2 separate regions of the Pan troglodytes genome follow, and region 1 is linked to region 2. The links are chromatin contacts, called in public Hi-C maps. All regions are on one chromosome and are shown on one strand. The core of a region is the stretch at or near the end of the contact, and the rest is flanking DNA. Distances in the headings are between cores, read along the strand shown. Region 1 has its middle 17 kb from the start of CC2D2A. Region 2 has its middle 110 kb from the start of C1QTNF7.

Region 1 (6,266 bases), core at 2,787-5,286, 220 kb before region 2:
GGCCAACATTTATTTGAGGGTTGACCAAGTACGGTGGCAGATGAAGTCATTGCCTCTTCCATATCCCTTGCATTAACCAATTCAGGGTGCTTTGGTAGATTTTTAACTGTCTTATCTCCATCTCTGTGCCGAAGCCTTTTTTCAGAACCCTGAAAAGCCACTTTACCTGAGCACCAATGGCACTCCCAAAGTGCTGGAAAAATATTGTTCCTGAGAGCGGTCCTCAGCCAATGACTCTTGGGAGTTGGTCTTTAAACACTCCGGCTTCCTCCCTTTTTGGGTGAGCTGATTCGGTGTGTGTTATCCTGTTCTCCTGGGCAGCTCCTTGGGATGAGCTTCAATCAACCACTGTGGCAGTTAGCTTAGAGACACAGTTATTATTGCTCTGTTGCTTCCTCACTACCCTATTGGTGTTTCCTGCAACTCCCAAATAACCACTTATACTCAAGTCCTTGTCTTAGAGTCTGCTTTTGGGGGAAATCTGCTAAAATTGTCATTTTTTACATATATTACCACATTTTGTTCTTGCAAAGACCCTGTGAAATTATGAACTGAACATTGCAGTGCCTACCTGATGACACACTTTTGGAAAAAAAACAAAACAAAACTGTCTATATCTCGTGCTGATGGGCTTTGAGCAGGCAACTGTGCTTTATACCAGTATTCACAGTCCTAGCTGATGGGACCGAAGGAGGGTGTGGATCAGCTGCAGCCAATCCCCAGGCTGGCTCTTTGGTAAACAGGGGCCTGCCAAACATGAGATCCTCACTCTGGGGATTTGAACTGAGACATGAAGAAAGAGTCAGCAGGGATTGAGCAATTGGAGCTAAAGCAAAGAACATGTCATGAACTAGAGCTGGGCTGGGAGATGCCAGCAGAGATTGAAATGATGAGAAATCAGAATCCATGCTGTAGAAAAGGCAGATAACAGGGTGAGGAAACCTGTGAGTGGTATGAGAAGCCCATGGATGCAAAAGAAGCAGAGACGTGAAGCAGAGTGGAGTCAAGTTCATCATTGAGGGCCAGTGTCAGGATCTACCCTGGCCTCCACCAAGGCCCTGGAGGGCTGTTGGAGCCACTCAGCTGGAAGTAATGGCCTATAAGGCCTGGTCCAAGCAGAACTCCAGCACCCATTACTCCTGCTCTGATTTTGTAAAATAGCGATTTCAGAAGGCAGTTGCCAAGTTTTGCTTTTAATTGGGAGTGCAAACCTAGGTATAGCCTTGCCTATTGAATTAGAATACAAGAGTTTCCCAACTCTCGTTAGAACTGGAAGGGTAACCAAAGGCTCCTTTAATTCAGGGAAGGCAAGTTGATTTCATCTCAAGGGTACATGCTTGTTGATGGATGGACCTGGAGACTTTGTTGAGAATTCTGAGGCTGCCCTGGGGCACAGTGGGAAGAAATGCTGCTATCTATTAGCAATGTCTGCCATGAGTTTGGAGAAAGACAGCAACTTACTTTCCACCACCAATCCAGTGTGGAATCAGAGGCTTAAAGGATTTAGGTGATTTGTCTAAAAGTCACACAAAGCTGATTATTGGAATTCCTGGGGCTAGATCTTGTCTTCTGACTTTCCACCCAAAAGATTCTCTAATGGCTTTCTCATCCAGCTAACTTTGGCCCTTTAAAACTGTTTTAGGAAGCTAAGAATCCCTTCTCAAAAGAACAATTACTTCTTGTTATATGAGAAATTATATGCACGGCCTTCCAAAAAGTTAGTTGGACTCATATTTATGTTTTTGTAGGTGAGTTTTTGTTCATAATTTAGAGTTGCCAAATTTAGCAAAAAGGAATACAGGACACCCAGTTAAATATTTGAGACAGATTTCTACTAAATGATTGTTATGTGAAATTTATATTTGAATCTTCTGAATTTTATCTGGCAACCCTAAAAGGGAATCAGGTGGGCAACTCCTTGTGTGGACACACCTTGATACATTGATGGATATATGGCTTCTGGGCCCTGACCATCTCACATACTAACCTTCTAGTTATTATTTGTCAATATTCTGACCAACTGGGACATCTCAGGAGGCTGTGCTTTGATTTTAGTTCTACATGTAGTAAGACCTGGATGTTTTCTGTAGAAAATCCTTGCAACTCTCTTTGTTGTTCTGGAGTAATAATAATAGTAAGACCTGAGTGTTTTCTGTTTCAGTAACAATGGGGATGCTCAGTGGTGCCAAATTTATCTGAAACTGTGGTTGGAATAGATCACTGAGACTTTGTTTTTTCTTGTTTATTTCCACCAAGGCAGCATCTCACAATCTTGTAAAAGATAGTACTTTTGTAATGAAAGAGCATCTATGCAACCCCTTAGAGTTTATGATTTTTCTCCTTTTAGTGCTAGCAGATCATTTTTTGGAACCCTAACTATATTGGGCAAGTCTTTACTTCAGTAAGTTCTGCCACCTCCATGATGGCACTGGAGTGAAGCCATGAATTCAGTCTTATTCATATAGCTGCTCATAAATGCCTTTGCCATCTGACAAATGCATTGGTTCTGAATGACTTCATACTGTTGTAACCCATTGGGTTCATAGTTCTGGACTAAGAAAAACTCAATAAAATGATGTAAACTCAAGACTCATTTCCCTCCCTGTTCTAGTTAGGAAGAAACAATTTAAAAACATATAAACTAGTATTACTTGGTGGTAATCTTGCTTTAAAAAATCCTCTGGAATAGACATCCAGGTACGCCACTAGGAAACTTTAAGAATGATATCGTGTTTTACACTTCAACTACTAAGAGTTTTATTTCTCTCTCCTTAGACATTTTCTCTGCAATTTTTGGAAACAAAATAATATGCAAGTAGCCTAAGAGCATACATAAAATATTTTATGTAAAATGAGTACAATGTTTATTATAAAAATTAAAAATAAAGGTCAAAAGAGTAGAGATTTAAAATTCCCCATTAATATTTTAATTTAGACTTTTTCTATGCATATGGGCAAACAGACTTTAAAAATGAAATGAGTACTGAAAGTATTCCTCAGTCATCTACTTTGTTTAGTTAATATTTTGTGAATATCTTATGGTGCCAATACATTTCCATCCTCTTTTTTTTAAAGACAGGGTTTCCCTATGTTGCCCAGACTGGCCTCAACTCCTGAGCTCAAGCAGTCCTCCCCAGCAGCTGGAACTACAGGTGCAAGCTCTTGTGCCTGGTGGGGCATCCTCATCATTTTTTATGACTCTGTTTCATTGGATGAGTGTATCACAGCTCATTTCACCCATGTTGAGGCTATTTCTCAATTTTCCATATTGCAAGCTTTGCTGCAGGGCTCTTTCTGCAATTAAACCTTTGCACACATTATTAATTATTTTCTTGGAGTAAATTCTTAGAAATAGGAGACTTGGTGATTTTTGTATCTTAGAAAACATTTAAAAAAATCCTGGCTATAGTAAAAGAGAATTTGGATGAGGGCACAGTTTCTTGCTCTTCCTGCACACCTTCCAGGATGGAGTCTCTTTAACTTGGGATTCTCACAAGGGAAGAGATATCATACCTGAAATGAGGAGCAGCTATGGGGTCATTTCTGTAAATAAAGGTCAGTTGGAAAAAGTAGATTTGGGGGGCTAAGTAGACTCTCTCACCATGACAAGACTGTACAGATATGGTTCACAAGTGGTTCTCAATTTTGACCCCCCAGGAGACATTTGGCAATGATGGGAGATATTGTTGCTTGTGATGACTCACGTGGTTGGGTGGAGATGCTACTAGCATCTAGTGGGTAGAGGCCAGGGATGCTGCTAATGTCCTATGATGCACAGGACAGCCCTTAAAAAAAGAAGGATCTGGCTCAAAGTGCAAGATTCCTACCAAATTTAGGAAACAGTGAGTCAGAGCAGAAATAAAAAGGGATCAATGAGTCTCTTGAAAACCATGGTACAGCACTGCAAATTTTATGTTTTTTTTTCTTTCAATTTTCTCTTTCAAAAGAGTCTTCAGTTACCCAATATATTTGGCATGTCTCAGGCTGATCTACAAACCACATTAGGGGACACACAAGGCCTGTGGAATGTGTGGTCCTACTTGCTCCTGGCTTCTGTTAGGATTAATCTTGACAAGAATGTGTAGTGTGTATAGAGGAATTTAGACTGCCTGGATTTTTCTAAGCATAATAGTACAACGATGATGCTAAAAGATTGCCTAGGTTCCTTTTGTGGAACTAAACCAAATGCAGAGGGTCAGCATCAATCCTTTGGGGCCAGTCTCTGTTCCTTGGGCAGAGCAAAGTAGGTTGTTATATTTGGGACTCCTTAGAGTTTGCCGAGCTGCATGTTCTGGCCGCACTGAATATTTTGATCATGAGTAAGCCAGTCATGATTGTGACAGGCTTAGCTCCCAGCTAAGGTCAGAGGAAAATGATGTTTGCTAGGATCAAAGGAAGATAATTGTGGATATTGCATTTCCTCCATAATGCAATGATCTTGCTGTGAAAACATGTCTTAAAGAAGAGGCCTTGAGAGGCAGGGGAGTGCAGGTGTGTGTGCTCATGACAGGGCATGGGCATTGGAGGTGGATGGGCAGAGCTAGAATATCCCACATTTATTAAGGCTTGTCATGGGCACATTGCTCAATTGCTCTGAGCCTCAGTATTCTTACCTCTAAAGGGGTAAGAAGAGTATTTAATTCATGATGAGCTGGAAAGCTACTAGGTTAGAATCTTGAACTCCTAAATCTCCACCAGCTGTTTGTTGCTGTTGCAAGTTTAGGAGAGGGACTTAGGAGGGACACTGTGGCAAAAACCCTCTGTTCATCAGTCCAAGGACTTCACTCCAAGATCCCATGCAATTTTTTTGTAAGTGGAGCTGGGCCACATCTGAGACTCAAGGGTTCCTTGTGCATAAATTACACAGCTCTGGAAAAATGTTCCTTCTGCTGTATGCATTCAAGGAACCAGTAAAAACAGGAAGCCAGTTTTATTGCATAAGCTGTGTGGAGTTTTAGAGAGACTAGAGAAGGAAGAGATCTGGGAGGGGAGCCCTGTGCTGGTTGATTTCCATTGCTCCTACCCTCTCTCCTGGCTCCCATCCATCTTCTATCCCTGTCTGTTCTGAGTTTTGCCCAAGAAGTTCATCTCTGTGCACTGCATCACCAAGACTATCTGGGCACCTGGAGTCATGGGCTTTGACCAGTGAGGGGTATAAATAGGAGACTGAAAGGTAGAAGAGGGTGGTCAGGGGATTCACAGTCCTGGCTTCTTCCCTACTTCTGGCAATGGCTGAGCTCTTCTGCAGGTGTAGCTCCTGTAGGCTGGTCCCTCTGCCAAGTCTCCAGTTCTTCACTGCACTTTGCAACCACCACTGCCTCTCCTCCTTTTCAGGATTTGGGATGGTGAAGCATTCTTCTGTTGCTAGTCCTTGGATACTTCAGCATCCCTGCATGGTTCTTTTCACCCCACCTGCACCTTTAATACAGTTCTTTCATTTGACCTTCCATAGTGAAATCCTTTTGAAAGTGTTCTGCTGCCTTCTGCCTGAACACTGATAGGCACATCCTGGAGAGAGAAGAACCCCTAGAGAACTTGGTATGTGTCCTTGAGAGTCTTTGAACTTCTCCATTCTGATGCTGAAGCGGCATCCCAGAACTTGGGAAGCTTCCATCCCAACGTCCATACAAATGCTACTTTTCTTTCTTTTCTTTCCTTTTCTGTGTGTGGGTGTGTTTTTTTTGTTTTTGTTTTGTTTTTGTTTGTTTGTTTGTTTGTTTTTTTTAGAGAGGAAGAAGGTGAGAGTGGTACTGAATTCTCTCTAGAGGTTAGAAGAATGCGCCACTGACAGGGGCTTTTCCTGAGGATAAAATAAAGTACCATGCTGAAAGGATCCAGTATGGTGCCATTTACTAGGCACACAGTAAATGGTAACTGCTGGTATCATGAGACACTGACTGGTGATCTCTCAAGGAAACAAGAAGGAAAACATGAGGTCAGCAATGTAGTTAACAACTGAGAGTAGCTTTTTAATCTCTCCTTTCAGGGCTGTCATTATGTGTTGGCCGAGGAATGAATTGGATTTACAGGCTCCTTTTTTTTTTTTTAAATGCTTTTATTTTCAGTTGAGGGATACATGTAAAGGTTTGTTACATAGGTAACCTCGTGTCACGGGGGTCTGTTGTACAGATTATTTCATCACCTATGTATTAAGCCCAGTACCCAATAATTATCTTTTCTGATCCTCTCCCTCCTCCCACCTCCACCCTCAAGTAGACCCCAGTGTCTGTTCTTCCCTTTTTTGTGTTCATGAGTTCTCATCATTT
Region 2 (6,884 bases), core at 1,566-4,065:
CACCTGCGTGCCCCAGACTTTGAGGCTCCAAACCAGTTTCCTTGACTCTCTAGGCTGGTGCTTCTTCTGGAGAAAATCTGACCGATTTTAAAACAAATTCTGCCAAGAAGTATGTATTTAAACAGAAGCATTCCCCTTAAGTTTCTTTTCAATGGTGTGTGTGTGTGTGTGTGTTTAGGGTCGAAGTTTCTTTCAGATTGGCTTTGATGTCTAATAATCCTATCCATTGCTGTTACAAGTAAAATGACCCAAATAGAAAAATAGCTTCTTAGGGAGGGGAAAAAGGAAGCTGTCCCCATCATTTCTGGTGGCCAAGGATTACTGTGGCAGAACTATTGTCTTTTCTCTCGGCCTGTGCTGTCTTTGGCAGAGGCTCCAACTTATGACCTATCTAAATTAAAGTTTTCCCCTGGAGATGGATTTTATGAGGGGAACTTAGCAATTAGGAAAGAATGGCTAGGTTTCTGCCCTGTAGAGTGGGCCAGAAATGTCATATCCAAACCCTGAGATACAAAACACTTCCCCTGATTATCCAACAACCAAGTGCATTTTAGTAATTTGGTTCTCTTCAACCCATCAGTGGCTGCCCAGGGAATGTGAAATGAGGGAAATATCAAGTTGTTTCTTAGTTGTTTTTGGTCATTTCCCCTAACAGACATTATCAAAAATATAACAGGAGAAAAGCCAAGGCAAGAAGGACTTCATTTTGTCCTCAGTGATTTTTTGCTCTGATTGATGACTGTGTTTTCTTCTGCACTATGCGATGAGCTGGCCGATGTGGCTACAGCTGGGATAATCAGCTGCAACATGGAAAACCCAAAACCACGGCATCTGGGGAGCTTTCCAAAGGCTAATTGGAATTGTTTACCATGGGCTTTCTTCTTAAATGATTCATTACTCTACAAAACCAGTATGACTAAATTAAATTGTAAATGTGTCCATCATAAAAGGCTAGGAAATACCTCTTTTATTTGCTTCCCATTTCAGCATTACAGTGGAGTTGGAAAAGTGCTTCGCTGTTATCAGCAGCAATATTTGCTGTGAGTTTTTCATAGACCATGGGTGCCTGACCTGTCTATAGAAAAATAAATTTCATTTTACCAAAGTCTTGAGATCATCTAGAGCAGAAGTGGTTGGGAGATAGGCAGATGGGTATAAGCATGGATTTTGCCTCTTTCAGTTACTGTGACTTTGGGAAGGTTGTGGAAACCTCCCCAGGTTCTATTTCCTCTTTTGTAAACTACAGATGACAGTATCCAATCAAGGGTTACTGAGGGGTTTAAGTGGGAGAATAAATGATGAGCACCTGGCACTTAGTAGCTGTTCAGTAAATCCTGTCTTTCTCCCAGAGATTGGCAGCAAAGAGCCTGGGATCCCTGTATTATCGTCCTCCCTCATGAACTCTAGAAGACAGTGAGAGAGAGGGAGAGAGATAGAGAGACACAGAGAGTGAGTGAGCGTGTGTACAGGAGGAAGTGATCATCTAGTGGGAGAGTCACTGCAGATTAGTCAGAGACCTTAAAGATGGGAATATTTCAATCTCCTCGCTTCCAGTCAGAGGTCAAATTCAAGGTTGCAGGAAGGGAGATGACAAGTCAGAAGCCCGCTAGCCAGCAGGAGATGGAGCCAGGACTCAGACCTGCTCCTTTGCCATAGTTTAGGCCATGAAAGTTTTCTCCCGAATGATAATAGGCATTATTTATTGAGCACATACTAGGTGCCAGACATTTACCACAACCTTGTGAGAAAGGCTTTATAACTTGCATTTCATTGATGAGGACACTGAGGCTCAGAGAGGCAGTTACCTGGCAGAGTCATATAGTCACCCAGGGTATGTTGTGAAGCACCCCCTGGTATACCAGACTTCAAAGCCTTTGTTCATCACACTGTTTGACACTGCTGGAAAGAGGCTCTGAGATTTACCAGCGTGCTTCAGTTTCAGAGGTCAGAACATGTGCAGATGAACTAACGGCAGAGGATTCGTAAGCCGAGCCTTTTCTGTTCATTTGTTCCACACCACATGTAAAAGTTCAATCAGCAAAATCACCTCCGGCCAGCAAAAGAACCACTTCCTGCCCATCTTTTTAGATTGTGTTCTCCTGATGATTTTCAAGGGGGCTCAGAGCCCAGATTAATTCAACAGAATAACAGAGCAAACCAGCTTCATTCCCACAAACATCACGTCCAAATTGCTATGAGGTGACTTCAGTTCATTATCCGGTTGAGCCTGGAATGGGCAAGCTTCAGGGTGTCCCCACACCCACGGCAGACCCAGGCTCTTGGTGCCTAGATGGAAGGGTGGAAACAGAAGGTCCAGCCCATCTGTCTAATGGTTGTCCCTTGGCCAGCTAGTGGGATCTCTTCAAGAGCTTTGTGTGGCAGCTGCCTCAGCCTGGAAAGAGCTTGGCAAATTAGAAAGGAAAACAAACCCAAAGAGGAAACGCTGCTTGCAGCCCAGGCAGCTTTTGCATTATCACTTTCTCCTCTTTTGTGCTGAGTTTCAGATCTGTGACTTTCAAACAAAAGGGTTTTCTGGCCCAAACCTCCAGCTCGTTGTGAAAAAACCATGCACAAAAGTGGATTCAGCTGGCACAGCCCGTGTGACCTTGTGCCCGTGACTCCACAGCTCCTCTGTTTTCAGTGGGGAAGGAGAGCACAGTAATGAAACACAGGGTGGCTTTGCCATTTCCCAGCGATATGGCCTTGGACAAACATCTTGCCTTCTTTTGACTTCAATATCCACGTCTACAATAGAAAACAGTAACAGCACTCACTTCAAAGGCTGTCAGGGAATTAAATGAGCTCACAAGTATGGAATCCTTAGAACAATCCTGAGTTCCTGCTACATGCCCTGTGGGTTCAACGTACACTGTTATTATATTTTCTCATCAGTAAAACGAGAATAGTAATAGCACTTGCGTAGGATTGTTGTGAGGTTCAAATGACCACATGTTTCTGAAGAACTTAGTACACAGTGGGTGCTAGGAACTAAATACCAGATCTCATGCAGAGAGGCTGAGCAGAGATGCCTTTAAGAGGGTTGATTTGGAGACCTTGAATGCAGACAGCCAAGTCTGGTCTCTGCCAATTACCAAATAAGAATTAGACAGATCAGGTCATTAACTTATGCAGTTGATAGTTCCAGGAGGTGATATTTGAGGAAAATGAAAAAGTCAGGCAGGCAGCAGGGTGTGTGGTGAAAACACAGTGGGCTGGGGTCAGAAGTCCTGGCTTGGAATCCTGACGCGACCGTCTGGATGTAGGTAGCCTTGGGCAAATCTCTTCTTCACTTTGGCTTCAATTTCTTTTTCTGTAAAAGGAGAATTTGGTGATGTCCCAAATTCCTTCTAATGCTAATACCAGATAATTTAATGTTATTTTCGGGCATCACTCCCATTCACTGCTAGTGGGAATGATAAAACAATAAATTTATTCAAGTGAATAATTTAGCATAATCTAGTTCATATGAAGATATGCACGTCCACCTCCATTATGGTGTGTCTCAATAATTTTATACCTGTTCATTCAAAAAATATTTATTGAACCCTAATTATGTCCCAGGTACTGTTCTAGTAGCTAGGGATACACCAGTGAACAAAACAGATAAAAATCCCAGCTGTCAAGGAGTTTATGTTCCAACAAGGTAGACAAATCACTCACAAGAAAAAAATTTAAAAAATAAGTGCTTAAGGGAAACTGAAAAAGTAGGGAAGGTTGTGGTTTTGGATGGGGTGTGTCTGTTTCCCCACTGGATGGGAGCATGGCCTCATCCAGGGCGGTGCCTGGCACGCAGTAGTTTCTGATTAAAGGTTAGGTGAACAAATGCCCGAATGAGCAGACCCTGAATTCTGAAAAGACTGATTTGATGCACATGTGTGTAGTCTGTGTCTTTTCATCTGAAATGAATTAGCACCAGCAGTTTCCAGAGCAGAGCTGAAATGATTACATTACCATTATTTTAAATCTGAGAAGCACTAGGGAATGAGAACCACATCCTCCTCCCAAACCAGGCCAAGCAGAGGAGGCCACAGAGCGGCGTTATTTGCACATTGCTGCCCCCTGGTGCTGGTATAAAAATATGGCCACATTTGCTTACCTCTAGGGTAAAATGAATTAGGCTGGTGCAAAAGTAATTGCGGGCTTGGCCATTAAAAGTAATGACAAAAACTGTAAATACTTTTACACCAACCGAATATCAGTGAGCACACAGCACCATCACTGAAGTATTGGGATTAAATTGTCAGTGTGGTGATGACCACGTTTGTCAAATCCAAAAGTCTGCACAGTATGGCCTTAAGGGGGCAGTGGCTAGAATATTAAGGACTATTTCAGATAAGTCAGTGCAATGATTTTATTTTCACGATGACACATGATGTCTGCTCAAATATCACTTTTTGGGAGTTTATAACTATCCAAATGGATCAGAGCTCATAGAAACCTAAGCTATTTCCTAGTCATAGGACTCCGGGAATGTTTCTTAAGGAGTTCATGTGTAGACTTCAGGGACCATCTGACCTTCTGTTTGAGAACAATGTTCCCCAAATGTGTAAGGAAGTGTTAGATCCAAATAACCGAGGAGTGCTGGGCCAGTTGCCCAAGGTGAGTCCTCCATGAAATGAGACACGTGTTCACTTAGCACAGTGGTTCCAGCTTGAATTCTATTTCGTTTATACACACATTCCCCATTTTACCTCATATCAAGGTGGCTGGTAATCAGGTAGTTTCCTAACCACCCTAAGTCCTTGTTTTCTCATCTAAAAACAGGAGAAAAATAATACTTACTAAATAAGGTTTAATCAAAAAGAAAATAGTCATGTGAAAGAAAGTAATAAAATATCAGGCACCCATTAGATGCTTAATAAATGCTTTTAAAAGCAAGCTTGGGAAACACTGACATTGATGGAAACTTACAAAGCATTTCGAGATTCGTCAGTGACAGGAAGACTTCTCTGATGAATTATTCCTGGCACTAAGGTCATTATAAGATAATGAACAATATCAAACAGTGAAAAATTCTAATAAACTTTGTTTTATTCCAGGTGTGTTTCTATCAGAGTACTTTGAAAACCATTACATTGAAAATGTTGCTATCTTTTGTGTTTGAAGATAACACTATTTACCCAATTTCTTTTTTTCTTTGGTTCTGATTGAAAATAGTATTATATTATAAAAACTAATGTTTCCTATATTGGGCACCCACAAAAACTGCCTTGGGGCCTGCATCTTAGGGTTTTGCTATGGGATAAATGTTTGTATCTTCCTAAAATTCATGTGTTGAAACCTAACCACCAATGTGATGGTAGTAGGAGGTACAAATACCGTAAGGTGAGAATGTTTAGTGTCTTATAAAACAGACCGCAGAGAACTGCGCTGCCTCTTCCTCCATGTGTGGACAGAGCAAGAAGGCACCATCTATGAACCAGAAAACAGTCCCCCACCAGAGAGTGGATCTGCAGTGCCCTGATCTCAGACTTCCTCCAGAACTGTGAGCAATAAATTTCTGCTGTTTATAAGCTATCTAGTTTTTGGTATATTTTATGGAAGCCCAAGTGAACTAAGATGGGTTTCTATTTGTAGAATCAACTGCTTTTCCTCTTAAAAAAATTGTAGGTTTTTTTTTATTACTACAACAGTGATATGTGATTATTGTAAAAAAAAAAAATTGAAACATTACAGAAACACAAGGTCTGTAAAGGAAACATTTTCCGTAATCCCAACTTTCTTTTAAAGGTTTGGCATATGATTGTGTTCATTTTGTTTCATGAATACACCAACTTATATGCGAGTGCTTTAACAAGAATGGGATCATACTAACATGTTCTTCTGCAATTTGAGTTTTTTTAACGTTCGGCATCCTGGATAAGTTCCACATCTTTCTGCCACTTCTCTCTCTCTCTCTCTCCCTCTGTCTTCTTTTTCTCTCTGTAATTGATGTATAGTGTTCCATGGTGAGGTGTACCTATTGTAACTCTGCAGTTTCCTTTCTAGGTGGTCTGCTGCCTTTATTCAGCAGAAGATCAAAGATCCCACCAATGCATGGTATCTCAAGGACTGGAGGGGGAAAAAAAGACAGCAAGTGGGAGTGCCCTCATTTGAGACTGTATTTGAGTGAGCATTAAGTAGTGAGTAGCTGAACCTGTAGAGGCTGAAGGGCCTAGAGGCATTGTGGACAAGGCTCCTTGGCAGCTGAAAGATGAGCGGTGTGCTATGAATCCCACCTTACCTATAAGAATGGTACACTTTAATTGGAGGGTTCTTATGGTTTCTATTTTAAGCTTCATTCATATATCATTTATTCAGTCAACAAACATTTTTGAGTGTCTACTCTGAGGCAACCAGGAATGCAGAAATAAATTTTCTTAATAGATACAAACTGATCAGTATCCACAGAGCAATTGCATTCTATGGGACACAATTCATTTGCATTGATCTGGTCACAAATATTTGCATGACTCAGCTTTCTACAATTTACAGAGTAGTAGAAGGATTCAAAGACAATGAGGCTGGGCATGGTGGCTCACATGGTGGCTCAATCCCAGCACTTTGGGAGGCCAAGGCGGGCAGATCACTTGAGGTCAGGAGTTCGTGACCTCAAGGTCACGTGACCTCAAGGAGTTCGCCTGTAATCCCAGCCACTCGGGAGGTGGAGGCAGGAGAATCGCTTGAACCTGGGAGGAGGAGGTTGCAGTGAGCTGAGATGGTGCCACTGCACTGCAGCCTGGGTGACAGAGCAAGACTCTGGCTCAAAAGAAAAAAAAAAAATTAAAAGACAATGAAAGGCAGAGATCACCCAGAAAGGTATATTAGGCTGAACATCCGGGAATTTTTTTCTTCCTCTCATTTTAAAGACTTTCAGAATTTTAATGGACAAATATCACATTAAC

The links. Hi-C and Micro-C count contacts between places; a contact is called where the count stands out from the background.
Region 1: a Hi-C map of stem cell-derived neural progenitor cells shows a contact between it and region 2, with 5 times the contacts expected there. The contact joins two enhancer-like sites. A contact is called at or near these places in 4 of 7 Hi-C or Micro-C datasets (blood, induced pluripotent stem cells and stem cell-derived neural progenitor cells) and 1 of 1 other capture datasets (stem cell-derived neural stem cells).

The regions. Positions count from the first base shown.
Region 1 is chr3:15,946,596-15,952,861 of NHGRI_mPanTro3-v2.0_pri, reverse strand. No RefSeq gene overlaps it. Among named protein-coding and RNA genes, the nearest start is that of CC2D2A, 17 kb to the left of the region's middle. Within about 2 kb of position 4,036, at least 2 of the 24 cell types and tissues checked have an H3K27ac peak or open chromatin away from gene starts, as enhancers often do. A contact at or near this core is called in stem cell-derived neural progenitor cells, where this site is marked.
Region 2 is chr3:15,725,937-15,732,820 of NHGRI_mPanTro3-v2.0_pri, reverse strand. No RefSeq gene overlaps it. Among named protein-coding and RNA genes, the nearest start is that of C1QTNF7, 110 kb to the left of the region's middle. Within about 2 kb of position 2,815, at least 9 of the 24 cell types and tissues checked have an H3K27ac peak or open chromatin away from gene starts, as enhancers often do. A contact at or near this core is called in stem cell-derived neural progenitor cells, where this site is marked.